Regions from separate parts of the Drosophila melanogaster genome. Here region 1 is linked to region 2. Evidence: chromatin contacts called from public Hi-C data. All regions are on one chromosome and are shown on one strand. The core of a region is the stretch at or near the end of the contact, and the rest is flanking DNA. Distances in the headings are between cores, read along the strand shown. Region 1 holds the start of CG5823. Region 2 holds the start of Brf (Brf RNA polymerase III subunit).

Evidence for each region. A called contact is a pair of places that touch in the nucleus more often than the background predicts.
Region 1: a Hi-C map of the Kc167 cell line shows a contact between it and region 2, with 2.0 times the contacts expected there. The contact joins the promoter of CG5823 here to the promoter of Brf in region 2. A contact is called at or near these places in 30 of 107 Hi-C or Micro-C datasets (the D17-c3 cell line, the Kc167 cell line, the ML-DmBG3-c2 cell line and 11 more) and 4 of 6 datasets of contacts at active chromatin or transcription factors (the Kc167 cell line and the S2 cell line).

What each region holds. Positions count from the first base shown.
Region 1 is chr3R:17,530,714-17,537,079 of dm6, forward strand. CG5823 reads right to left here and starts at 3,874. Exons shown (of 4, transcript NM_142374.3): 1 at 3,406-3,874; 2 at 2,910-3,344; 3 at 2,547-2,617; 4 at 1,612-2,486. The coding sequence starts at 3,210. The coding sequence ends at 2,007. P5cr-2 (Pyrroline-5-carboxylate reductase-like 2) reads left to right here and starts at 4,102. Exons shown (of 4, transcript NM_001275741.1): 1 at 4,102-4,170; 2 at 4,240-4,338; 3 at 5,320-5,985; 4 at 6,058-6,366. The coding sequence starts at 4,323. The coding sequence ends at 6,134. It overlaps l(3)07882 (lethal (3) 07882), which reads right to left. Exons shown (of 3, transcript NM_001316506.1): 3 at 4,820-6,366.
Region 2 is chr3R:17,386,641-17,393,233 of dm6, forward strand. It overlaps Brf (Brf RNA polymerase III subunit), which reads right to left and starts at 4,697. Exons shown (of 7, transcript NM_142359.3): 1 at 4,450-4,697; 2 at 4,020-4,388; 3 at 3,856-3,960. The coding sequence starts at 4,522. It overlaps lute (lute,), which reads left to right. Exons shown (of 6, transcript NM_001260221.1): 3 at 262-783; 4 at 849-1,002; 5 at 1,070-1,744; 6 at 1,803-3,625. The coding sequence ends at 2,340. sds22 reads left to right here and starts at 4,954. Exons shown (of 2, transcript NM_142362.4): 1 at 4,954-5,067; 2 at 5,141-6,380. The coding sequence starts at 5,289. The coding sequence ends at 6,269. It also overlaps asRNA:CR44160.

The DNA.
Region 1 (6,366 bases), core at 2,624-5,123, 140 kb after region 2:
TTATTTTTCTCCTGTGCAGAACGGAACGCATAAAGGCAGCTCCAGATGGCCAGGAACTTCGGGGCACATGTCCGCCAATGAGGCGTACTTAATGATTATGGCATTTGTTTTTTTATTTATTTACATTTATTTATCTGGCCTTCCGTCTTGGCCGTGGGCACTTGGTTTTGTTTTGGTCATTATTTTTATAGCCCCGTTGGGCCGACTTCCCCTTGTGGCCATCGCATCGAATAGCCGTTGACCACTCCATTTGTGTTTTGTTTTCGCAAGCTTACTCGCGCATATTTATATTTGCTGTGGATAAGCCGCTTAGCCCGGGAGCATCGACATTTATTGCCGTCAACTAATGTCCTGCAGCTATTTGTTGGACATTTAAGCCTGGCACATTTTGGGGATTTCAGCTCGGCGGCGAACAATGAACTCCTTGGACCCACAATGCCAGTGACCTCTTTTCGGGCAAACTGAAGCTTATAAATGCCAAGAACAAATGAGCAAAAATTGCACATCCGCCCGAGCATCAAAAGGATAAGGCGGAAGTGCAGGAGACACTTCGGACTTAGACGCCAGTTGCCATCCTGGTGGGTACTCAAAATAAATTTCGAGCAAAAAGCACAAGCGATTCCGAAATCCCCGCCCATCGGCAGCCCGCATAAAAATACTCGATGACAGGACCAGAAATGTCTCGGTTATGGGGTCTGTGTGTCTTGGACTCTTTGGCCATCCGGGATATCATTTAATGTTGTGTATCTTCTGGTGGTTTTCTCCCTCAGTGCAGCCGAAATTGGCTTAAACTGTTGCAAGTTCATAAAACAAACAACCAAATTTGAAAAGTTGCGAGTGCCAGCCGCAGTCGGAAACTTTGCCATGCTGCCTGAACTTGAAATTTACGTTAGTTAAATTATCAACTTCAGCGTCTGGCCAAAAAAACTTTCTGTGCAAAACAAAGTCGTCGCTGCGTCCTTTTATTTTAAAGGAGTTTGCCGCGTCTGCTGGGTAATCGGATTTTCTTTTCCCGAATTTTCTAATAATTCTAAACTCTCTTCTCTATAAATCTGTTATTGTTCAGCAAGTATTTTATTTTCCTGGAAAACTATTAAAACGACTTTAAATCTATAAAATATTCCTACAAAGCGAATATATCGTATAAATATATATACTGGTTATAGATAGTTTTAAAAAAAAATCATAGTATTATTCTGTAGTTTTTACTTCAAAGACATAGATTGTTTTTACTTCAAAGACATAGATTGTGGTAACCACAATTCACTGTAACCATCGAACTTGGTCCGCAACGCCCACTTCCAGGAGTAATAAGCGTCATGTGTGTAATTTCGGCTTAAGATGGCCAACAATGTAAGCGGTTTAAATGTGTAACATTGTTGCCCAGCCAGGCATCAGTTTATTGGATTTGGCCGTACTTAGCTAGTGTGAGGAAAAATTATTGCCGACTGCCAGCGGACTTTGCTTCATACTTAAGCCGCTTAGCCAGCGAAAAGCCAACTACAAATTACAACTTATTATACAAGTTGAATCATCCAACATCCAAGCAATTTGTGGCGACTGAAAATGAAGATCCATTTAATAATCAAGAAACGCACACATATATTGGTTAATTTGTACACGAGCTCATATGTTGCCGGGCTTCTTTATTCATTTACAAACATATTTCTGGCATTATTCACGTTGCATTAAACTAGGCGTTAATAGTAATGAATACATAACAAAACAATTTTTAAATTTCACAAGTCGAGTTCTGAATTGTGTGTTCTTGTGTTTTCAAATTTTGCTGCCGATAATTTTCAGACTAAGTCAGCAATCGTGGGAATCGTGGGAATGGATGCCGGGGGTCTAGTGCGGTTGTTTTTGAATCAAGCGGGGTATGTAAATACTTCTCAAGCGGTATACAATCCACGAAGACTATTTTAAAGTAAACTAGATTAGATATGCACACGCATACGGATGTGTAACTATTTCTTTATATAAATATAGAGGCTGTGTCGGTAATTCTATTCCTGATTCAGGTTCTTGATCACGTAATTAACAATGAGGGCAAAAATTGCAAAGCAGATAATGATCACCAGGTTTGAATAGACGGACTGCCAGTTTAGATAGGAGTTCCGTGCACTATTCTGGACCGCCGCTCCTCCGCCGCTGGCCAAATCCGCCTGACCCGCCGCCCCGCCATCGATTGCGTCCGCTGCATTCAGTGGATTGGCCAAGCCGCCCACCGCCAGATTGCCATCCGCAGATGCCAGGCTCGCTCCGTTGGCCAGTCCGTTGGAACGCTTTACTCCATTGGCAGCGGGTCCGTCCACAGCAGCTGCCGCCTGTGTTCCTCGCAGCCGCTGCTTGATCTCTTCGACTATCTCCGGAAACAGCTCACAGAAGTTGGTGTTGCGCAGGTTAAATGCTAGTGATTTTTGAGCAAACATTTGCTTGTCATAGTTCGATGATTCGATGGATCCGAGTGTGGGTGTGCTCTCCAGCTGTGAAGGATTTAAGATTGGCTTACTCAAACGTATGATCATGTATTCGTAATAACTCACCATGAAGCTCAGCAGTCCAGTGAGAATGGTGCCTACGCACCAAGTCGGGTTCCAAGTGTCCGGATGAAAATCTGAAAATCCCAATAGGGTTGATAAGTTATATGTTTGGAACAATAGAATCTAAACAGATCTAAACAGATACACGAATATCTATTTGAAAGGTCGCAAAAAACATGTTTGACTAAGCCACAAAGTCCATCGGCTTCGTCAAACATAACTAAAACTATTCAGCGTTCAAAGTTAATGGTAGTCTTTAAGCCTGTAGTTACTACCCATTCTTTAATGTTCTACTACTGTGACAACCAATCCGCTTTATTTCTAGCTGTGGATTCGGACTCCTACGGATATGGAACTGACACATACCTGATATACTCAAACACAGTCTGGTGTTGGTCTTGAAGCGACCGTTCGGCGTCAGCATGTAGATGGATGGCGGCTTGAATGGGAACTCGCGCGGAAAGAGCAGGGTGCCGTGGTAGTAGCCGCCGTAGTAGGGCGAGTCCTCCGGCCCCTTGACGCAGTAGTGCCACTCGAGGATGTTGTTGGGCAGCGGCTCGGCGGTTATGTACGGCAGGGGATCCCGCTTGAGGCGCATATAGTCCTGCTTCATGCGCGACACAGCAGTGGGTTGCTTCCGGCCGCCGGACGTCGACGACGAGGACATGGTGTTGTTTTGGTTTTGCTAATTTTTAACGAACTTAATTACTACCGCCCAAGTTTGAAAACCTAAACTATGATCGAACACGACTGGCCTACTGGTTTTTCTCTCACTGTAGCAGATAAGATAGCGACGTGGCCCTGTGGAATAATTTGCAAATCAATTATACTCGTATCTGGTCGCATAAATACCAATACGTACCGTCCTTCTCCAGAATTTCGAAGCTGTCGAAGATTCTTGTTCGGTGTGTTTATCATGCGATGGATTTCAGTCTCGCCAGCTCGGTTGTTTATTGTTTGCTTTTCTAGTACTGGCAGCCAACCTCGGTAACAAGTGCGTTTTCTAATTGTTGTTGCTGCTGTTACTGCGTTTTTGTTGATTTTTTTTTAAATTGCAATGAAATTGAGTGAGAAAACAACGCACATATACAGGCGCACACGACCGACACCCGCACACACACACTCACACACGTGTAGGGGACAACTAGGGCTTGACTTTGGTAAATTTTGGTAGTATCACGAGCTTACTCCGCTACAGTGGATGCCCCTAATTCGTATTAATCACTTGTGGGGTTATATATCCGGGTTTGGAGCTGGCAATATCTTAATTTAATCTTTTATTTTGGCATGAAGAGTTTAGTGGTACCGTGTGCGGAAGTAAGTTTCATCTCCAGTTTAGTGTTACCAGAGTCTATGTTGGCTTCCTCACCACGTGGTGAAGGAGGGAAACTTTGCTGCATACGGTGAGAAAATTGGATGGAGTGGTGTATGTATCCGCTAATTAACTGACTCTCAAATCTGTGCAATTCTTTGAAAACAGTAAATATAGATCTTTTAGTTTTAGCCGATTTGCTGGACTATCAAATACCCGTTACTTAATGCGAGATATGATAAAAAGAAGAAAGAACTCTTTTCGAAAATTGCTTACTAGGCGGTATCTACTTTCCAACGTATCTAGTATACCCGGGTATGTCCCAAAATCCCTATGGCAATATTTTGTAATATACAAAGTAAATACTTTGGTTTTCTAATGTAGCCCTTTACAAATAAGCATGTGTATATCGCCTCTACTGTTATCACGCTCACATTGATAACGATTGTTATCTCTTAAAGTGCGGAATGTTTTTGAAACTTGGTAAGTAAGGATTGCCAAAGAGTACAGCTATATAGAAATTTATAGAAATGGAATCCAAAACACGAAAGTGGATCAACGCACGATTACAGGGATTACAGGGCATCGGCATCTCGCATTAATTTGGACTTCGTCACGCCGATTAATGGGTGAATGAGTTGCGGATGACAGTTGTTCTAAATGATAAGGAAATACAACGGCGGGCAAAATATTAGCAATCGCGGCACTTGAACTGTATTTTAAACTACATATTATATATAATCAATATTATCAATCAATATTATAATTGATTGTTATATAAGCTGAAATCATAATAACTTCACTTTAAATAATGGGTTGTAATTTATGATCTATTAAAAATTTGTCTCTATCTTAAGTGGATTTTAATGACTATTTTTATTCAAATATAATTCGATTGTAAAACAGCACTATTAATAGTTTAATGTTTTCTTTATTTACAATGTGTGAAAAGTTCTTAGTATTTATTATTATTTTGCCCCGCTGTCGATTGCCGAACCCACACATAGGAACCTCAATGATAAGCTCAGATCGCTGGGTGTGTTGTTCCCTCAACGCAGGGGATTGGGAGGGGGTTGGCCGGGCAAGATTTCTTATCAATCCTCGCGTCTGTTTTTGGTCAACGCCGGCGGCGGGCGCACAGTTGCCGTTCCACCAGCAGAAAGTTCAGTACTCACAGTCCGCGGACTTTTTAACCCATTAACTAATGTCGGCAATCGGAAAGATCGGATTCCTGGGAGGCGGGAATATGGCCAAGGCTTTGGCTAAGGGTTTCCTAGCGGCCGGTGAGAAAGCCACTAATAAAATAGATTTGTAGTCTGACATACTTTGTGCTAGACAATAGATAAGACACACTTGGATATGCAATATATATATGAACTAACATCATCTTATAATTAGATACAAAAGGATAGGACGTTAAGGATTTCATCATATAATCGCCAAATTTCCTAATTCATTTCCTAGGCCTGGCCAAACCCAATACCCTGATAGCCAGCGTCCATCCGGCAGATAAGCTCTCCCTGCAGTCCTTTCAATCCCTGGGAGTGGAAACAGTGATCAAGAATGCACCCGTTGTGCAGCAATCGGATGTGGTCTTCGTGTCCGTGAAACCCCAAGTGGTTCCCTCGGTTTTGTCGGAGATTCAGCCATTGAGCTCGGGCAAACTATTCCTTTCCGTGGCCATGGGCATCACTTTGTCCACCATCGAGTCCAGTTTATCTCCACAAGCTCGCGTCATCCGTGTGATGCCCAATCTGCCGGCTGTCGTGTGTTCCGGTTGTTCGGTTTTCGTTCGCGGATCCAAGGCCACAGATGCAGATGCGGATATTACCCAGAAGCTGCTGCAGTCCGTGGGCACTTGTGAGCCGGTGGATGAGTCCCAGTTGGATGTGGTTACTGCTCTGAGCGGAAGTGGACCGGCCTATGTATTCGTGATGATTGAGGCCTTGGCGGATGGAGCCGTTCACATGGGCATGCCCAGGGATCTGGCCTATCGTTTGGCATCGCAAACAGTCCTGGGCGCAGGTCACATGGTGCGGGACAGTGGTATGCATCCCGGACAACTCAAGGATGGGGTCACAAGTCCGGCGGGATCGACAGCAGCGGCACTCAGACAACTCGAGCTGTCAGGTAAGTTGGGATGATGACGCCGATGACGCACTCGCTTATCGCCGCCACTTCAACCTTTGATGTCGATTGCAGGTTTTCGGGCTGCGGTGTCTGGAGCGGTGGAACAGGCGACTCTGCGATGCCGGCAAATCTCGGGAAAGACGAAGTAGGCACATAGGATTATCATATACATATACGTACATTGGGGTGGGTCAATTTTGTTATTAAAGTTATAGTAGTTAAAGGAAGTCGTTAAATTTTGTTGCTTCTTGAAGAAACATGTTTTTAATTTGGAAATGTATGTTGGTGCTATAGTGCTTTCAAAGAGCAATGATGAGATGTTTCATTTTAATCGACCCACCCTTGTGCTTAATCTGGGTTAGTAGCTTTGCATAACTATAA
Region 2 (6,593 bases), core at 3,447-5,946:
GTCATGATTAAAATATTAAATACAGTTTGACAGGTACACACTGTGCCTACACAGCAAGGCCCCACTGTACCTGGGGTGCAATAATTGTGGAAAAAGGGGAGACCCTGGCATTTGTTATTTATGATGCACACGCAGCGGAAGTTGCACAAATGTGGCCACGCGTGCTGCTGATTCTGAGCGAACTGGGTGGGATCATTAGAACAGCGATACGTAACCCGTTTAGCCCAAATATTTAACCATTTTCCCAAAACTCATTTGCAGTGGAAACCCTGAACAATGGCAACGGGCTGCTCCACTCGCCGCCCCACAATCACCAGCAGCAGCAGCAGCAACAACAGCGAGGCGGAGGAGGAGCATCGCCAGCTGGAGGCGGAGGAGGTCCCTCTGCCGCAGCGGATCACAATATCCAGATAACGCAGCCTATCAGTGCTCCATCCTCGCCGTTGGCTTCACCGGGCGCCCTCAACAGCAGTGGCAGCAGCAGTGGTGGTGGTGCAGGAAGTGCCGGAGGAATCTCCGGCAGTCCCACCGCCTTTTGTCTGCCCTCCAGTTCCGCAGCGGCAGCGGTGGCTGCCATTTCCGCTACGCCCACCAGTGGGAGTGGATCGTATGTGTGCTCTGCCGGAACCAATTGGCATTTCGCAGCTGTGGCAGCATCCAACGCCATCGATACGGCTGATCCCAACTGGCAGGCCAGCAAGGCGACGGTCCTCGAGAGGAATGCAGCCATGTTCAACAACGAACTCATGTCCGATGTCAAGTTCATTGTGGGCGGAGAGTTCGGTAAGCGTTCTTTTACTTTCTTTAACCAATCAAACAGCATTGCTCATGACCTGCATTTTTCACAGACATCGATCCCATTCAGACCATTCCCGCCCACAAATATATTCTCGCCACGGGCAGTTCCGTATTCTATGCTATGTTCTATGGAGGACTGGCGGAGAACAAGCAGGAAATCAAAGTGCCTGACGTGGAACCCACTGCCTTCCTAACGTTGCTAAGGTAAGATATCCACATCCCAACCAACCAATCGGAATTGTATATATTTACTCTCTATGATTCCGCTTAGGTACCTTTATTGTGATGAAATCAAACTGGAACCTGAACACATTCTGGCCACGCTCTATGCAGCCAAGAAGTACATTGTCCCGCACTTAGCCAGAGCATGCGTCAACTATCTGGAGGTGAAGTTGACGGCAAAAAACGCCTGCCTACTTCTCAGTCAATCGCGTCTGTTCGAGGAGCCCGAGCTGATGCAACGTTGCTGGGAAGTGATCGACGCCCAGGCCGAGATGGCGGTTAAGTCCGAGGACTTTGTGGATATTGATCTCAAGACCTTTGAGTCAATTCTTTCGCGAGAGACACTCAACTGCAAGGAGATACACTTGTTCGAGGCGGCCCTTAACTGGGCAATGAACGCCTGCGAGAAGATGAGCATCGATGACACGCCGCAGAACAAGCGCCGGCTGCTGGGACAAGCGCTGCACCTCATCCGCATTCCCACAATGTCGCTGGAGGAGTTCGCTAACGGCGTGGCCCAGACAGGCATTCTTTCGTCGCAGGAGACGATCGACATGTTCCTGCACTTCACTGCCAAGATGAAGCCCTCCCTGGGCTTTCCCACACGCTCCAGGGCGGGATTAAAGACCCAGGTCTGCCATCGCTTCCAGTCGTGCGCCTATCGCTCGAACCAGTGGCGCTACCGCGGGCGCTGTGATTCAATTCAGTTTTCTGTTGATCGAAGGTAAGTTCTATCTAACAAATGGTTATTGGATTAAGGTAATTAAAACTGAAAATTTCAGAATTTTCATTGTGGGTTTTGGACTGTACGGCTCGTCGACTGGTGCTGCCAACTACAACGTAAAGATCGAACTTAAACGCCTGGGCCGCACGCTTGCAGAGAACGACACCAAGTTCTTCTCGGACGGATCAAGCAACACGTTCCACGTCTTCTTCGAGAATCCCATCCAGATCGAGCCCGAGTGTTATTATACCGCCTCCGTAATTCTCGATGGAAACGAGCTTAGCTTCTTTGGCCAGGAGGGCATGTCCGAGGTGCTAATGGGCAATGTGACATTCCAGTTCCAGTGCTCGTCGGAGAGCACCAACGGCACCGGAGTTCAGGGCGGCCAAATCCCAGAGTTAATCTTCTACGGACCCACCACAGTGACAGCAATGAGCTCGCCCACCAATTCACTGTGTCCCACGCCAATTGGTGGCAGTTCCTCCAATGCAGGAGCGACTTCAACCGCAGCAGCCGGAACAGCTGTTCCGAATAGCAGCAATGGATCTGGCAATAACGCCAACAGTTCTGGGGAGGATGGCGACGGAAGCACCTGATGCGCACAGCTCTATTGCGCCGAGTGGCAGGGAGCCTGTTACTACCGCCAACAGCAGCAGCAACAGAGGAGACCAACACAACAATACAAAACACAGCAACCGCAAAAGATACAGATACAAAATCGAAACTCATGGGTTTTCAGTGCAGCACAAGAAAGTAAATTGGAGTTTTAGGCTCATATATATATATATATATATATATATATACCAAGATAGTAGAGTACTCTAGTTTTCATAATAGTCCTATATATAAACATATATATACACGTCAAAGCATAGACACATATATATACACCTCGGCAGTGCGTTTTAAAACTCCAAGACGATTGTCAGTACGTGATCATCTCAAAAAAAAAAGTCAGCCGATGCAAGTCAATCGATATAGGAAATTTGCTATAATTGGAAAGTTTCCTTCGATATCCCAAGTATGTTAAGCAAGTGAAATCAATGGTTTTGCAGTTCTAAAACGCACTGCACATAGTCTGTTGGTAATGCATATAAAGATATTTTCAAAATCGAAAAAGTTGATCATATACACTCTTAACTTTATAGATAAAGATTAGTAGTTGACTCGAAAACTTAATACGTTCCACGACTTAAGAGGGCGGGATGGGGTCATATGGACGCTAATAGAGACGCATAGATACATGCAATAAGTGAAAATCGGGCAATCAGTCAAGCTAGCGTTAACCAATATTCTAAAGACAGTTAAAGGGAGAGTGGACAAAAGCTAATACGATATATACCAAACATATTTTTGCCAGCATATACCTAACATATACACACATCTGATCTGATAATGATAAACTATAGTCCTAAACACTTCGAGGGAGAATAGGCCATGTTAATAGTTGCATACGACGAATTTGAAACCCAAGTTAACCAGTTAACGAAATAGCAAACAAAAATGAAATCAAGGGATCTTGTACGAGATGCGCACAAAATCCCCCCTACATATATATTCAAATATTAATCTTGTAGTACGCATTATATCTATTTCGTAGTTGTTCCATTATATCTCTCATACATACACAATATGCCTTTCTACTGATACTAAGCCCCGTACTTCTCCTGTGCATTATTATAGCCTGCTGAGCGCAACAATCAGTTTTACGTTTGTATTTCGGATTTCTTTGGAAATTGTACTGATTTTTTGCTTTTGATAAGACAATTATGGTTTTTATATACATATATCTATATAAAATGTTATCCTGTATTGATTATGAATCTATTACCATTATGTACTTTAATCAAACAAAATACATTATTAGATTTTTGCGAATTTACTTTCTCAGAGTTGAAGATTTTGGATATTTTGACATCACGTAAGTAGTGCATAAAGAAAACAGGAACGAGTAGAGTATTGTTAAATACCTGATAAAAGGAAAGCAAGCAAATCTAACAAACCCAACAAAATATTTTTAAAAAAACAAAAATTAAGAGTGGAGCTATGGCTTGACTTGACTGTGGATTGGGATTTAGGTGTATAGTTTAGTATTCACAACGTTCACTCACCCAGAGAAGGTATGTTGATACAAAGGGCATGCGATAACTTTAAGTAGGTACGACCAAGCTCATAGGAACAGATTTGCTGTACGTCGCTGATGTCGATGAGGAGATCTGTGAAGATATGAGCAGTCAATAAGCTACTCTTTAGGCAAAATGAATGCACTACTCACGGGAGGTGCCCTCTGTCCTGCAGGTCATGTACACGCAAGCGGCGTAGATGTGGGTGCTCTTCCTACCGCGGGTCAGATGCCTACCCAATGCCATCTTGAAGAAATTCAGAGCAGTATCTGCATAGTGCTGGGATAGCTGCAGCTGCTGGCAGAGTAGTGTGATGTCCTTCTTGGCCTTTTTGATGGTCACCTCGCGGGATTCGGTGCCCGATCCCACCTGAAACTTGCCGTAGCCATAGTTGGTGGCACCGCCCGACGACTCGGCGGACACAAACTGGCCAATTGCGGCTGCTCCATGGCCAACTTCCTCGAACTGCACTTCGGAAACAATGAGGGAATCCTCCAATACCGAGCCGCAGTTCATGCAAACTACAGTGAATGGGTGAACGTCGTTAGTGTCATGGATATGGGTCCTTGGATGTCATTATACCTCGATCTCCGCGAGCATTGTCTTCCTCGATCTCGTTGGATCCGCAATTGCGACATTTTAGGCCCGTAGACATGATTGTTTGTTCTTTGCTTTAATAAACACTGCCACCTGCAACGCTTCGTTTTTATCCGTTGTTTTGACAGTTTAAACTACTTGTTTGCTGTCATTTGAAAGCCATTTTCGAGTCTTTTTTAAACAATTTGCAATTTGTTGCCAATTGAATCAACACGCTTGGAAAACATCTGATTGAACCCCGCCGGCGTTGCTTAACACTGATGATAGAAGAAGAAATGCTAGAGATGCGCATTTCTCAATCAAGAACGACATTGGCACAACTGCTTGAAAAACTTAAAAGAGATATTAAAATTGTAAAAATTACGTAAAGCTGGTTCCAAAAATTATGTTCTAGTTTATTTGGCAAATTATCAATCAATATTTGTTTTTCATTTACATTGGAATATATAATAATACAGGTTTAGCATCGTGTTCTTAGGTGCACATCTCTAGTAGAAATAGTGTTAAAGTGCCGGTAAGGTGACTAAGTATTTTGTTGACATATTGAACAAGTTGGACCAAAAGGAGTATACAGTCATCTTGGACTTAACTTATAAATATTAAGTAAATATTTTAATACATATTTATTTTAAATTTACATATTTATATTTACCGTGTGTTCTTGCTTTTGTAACAGTGTCAAGCTTTGACGTCATATTTAAAGAAAGTCACCCCACTTTGTTCCACCCTGAGCAGCGGAATAAACAACAAGTCAAGTCAGCGTTCAATTTTCGAAAGTCAACTTGAATTAAAAAAAAAGAAAAGCCGGTCAAAATATATCAGTCATGGGCGATGCTGATCGTGCGATGAACGAACCAGAAGCCGCGAAAACTGTGTCCGGAATCCAGGTGATTCCCGCCGAGGATGTGGCTTCCATTGAGGATATAATCACAATCGATCCGGACTGCTACGAGCTTGATCTGAATCATCGCCGGATCGAGAAGCTGGAGAACTTCGAGCCGCTGACTCGAATCGAGCGCCTGTTTCTGCGCTGGAATCTGATCAAGAAAATCGAGAACTTGTCCAGCCTGAAAACACTGATTGAGCTGGAGCTGTATGACAACCAGATCACCAAGATTGAGAATTTGGACGACTTGCCCCACCTGGAGGTGCTGGACATTAGCTTCAATCGTCTGACGAAGATAGAGAACCTTGACAAGCTGGTCAAGCTGGAGAAGGTCTACTTTGTGTCGAACCGGATAACCCAAATCGAGAACCTGGACATGCTCACCAATCTGACCATGCTAGAGCTGGGGGATAACAAACTGAAGAAGATCGAAAACATCGAAATGCTCGTGAATCTACGACAGCTCTTCCTGGGCAAAAATAAGATAGCAAAGATCGAGAACTTGGACACATTGGTCAATTTGGAGATACTCAGTCTACAGGCCAATCGCATTGTAAAAATCGAGAACCTTGAAAAGCTTGCCAACCTCCGCGAACTCTACGTTTCGGAAAACGGAGTGGAAACCATTGAAAACCTCTCGGAGAACACCAAATTGGAGACCCTCGACTTGGCCAAGAACCGGTTGAAGGGCATTGCCAATCTGGAAAAGCTGGAACTGCTCGAGGAGCTGTGGCTGAACCACAACGGAGTCGATGACTGGAAGGACATTGAGCTGTTGAAGGTGAACAAGGCGCTGCAGACCATCTACCTGGAGTACAATCCGCTGGCCAAGGATGTTCGCTACCGCTCCAAACTGCGCGACATACTGCCGCAGCTGCAGAAGATTGATGCCACCCTGTGCAAGGTGCCCGGTACCTAGATGGAACCACTGTAAACCCCTTGAAAGACTAATCCACGGCGTTGCGCCACTACATTTATATCGATTAACTTTGAAAAACTGCGTTTAAAATATACATACAAATTAACCACTAATGGTTCTATCTACGAATTGGTGGGTGCAGTGATTTAGTTTGCTTTCAGAAGAAGGTATATTTGGATAAGTTACTCAAAGCGTGAAGTTTACCTAATGAGTCAGATAAATTATCCATCTAGGCTACCGCCTAACATATAAAACTAAAAAGTATTTTATATATACACATAAATAATGTAAATTGAATCTAAAAAGATGAAAACATTTTAGTTA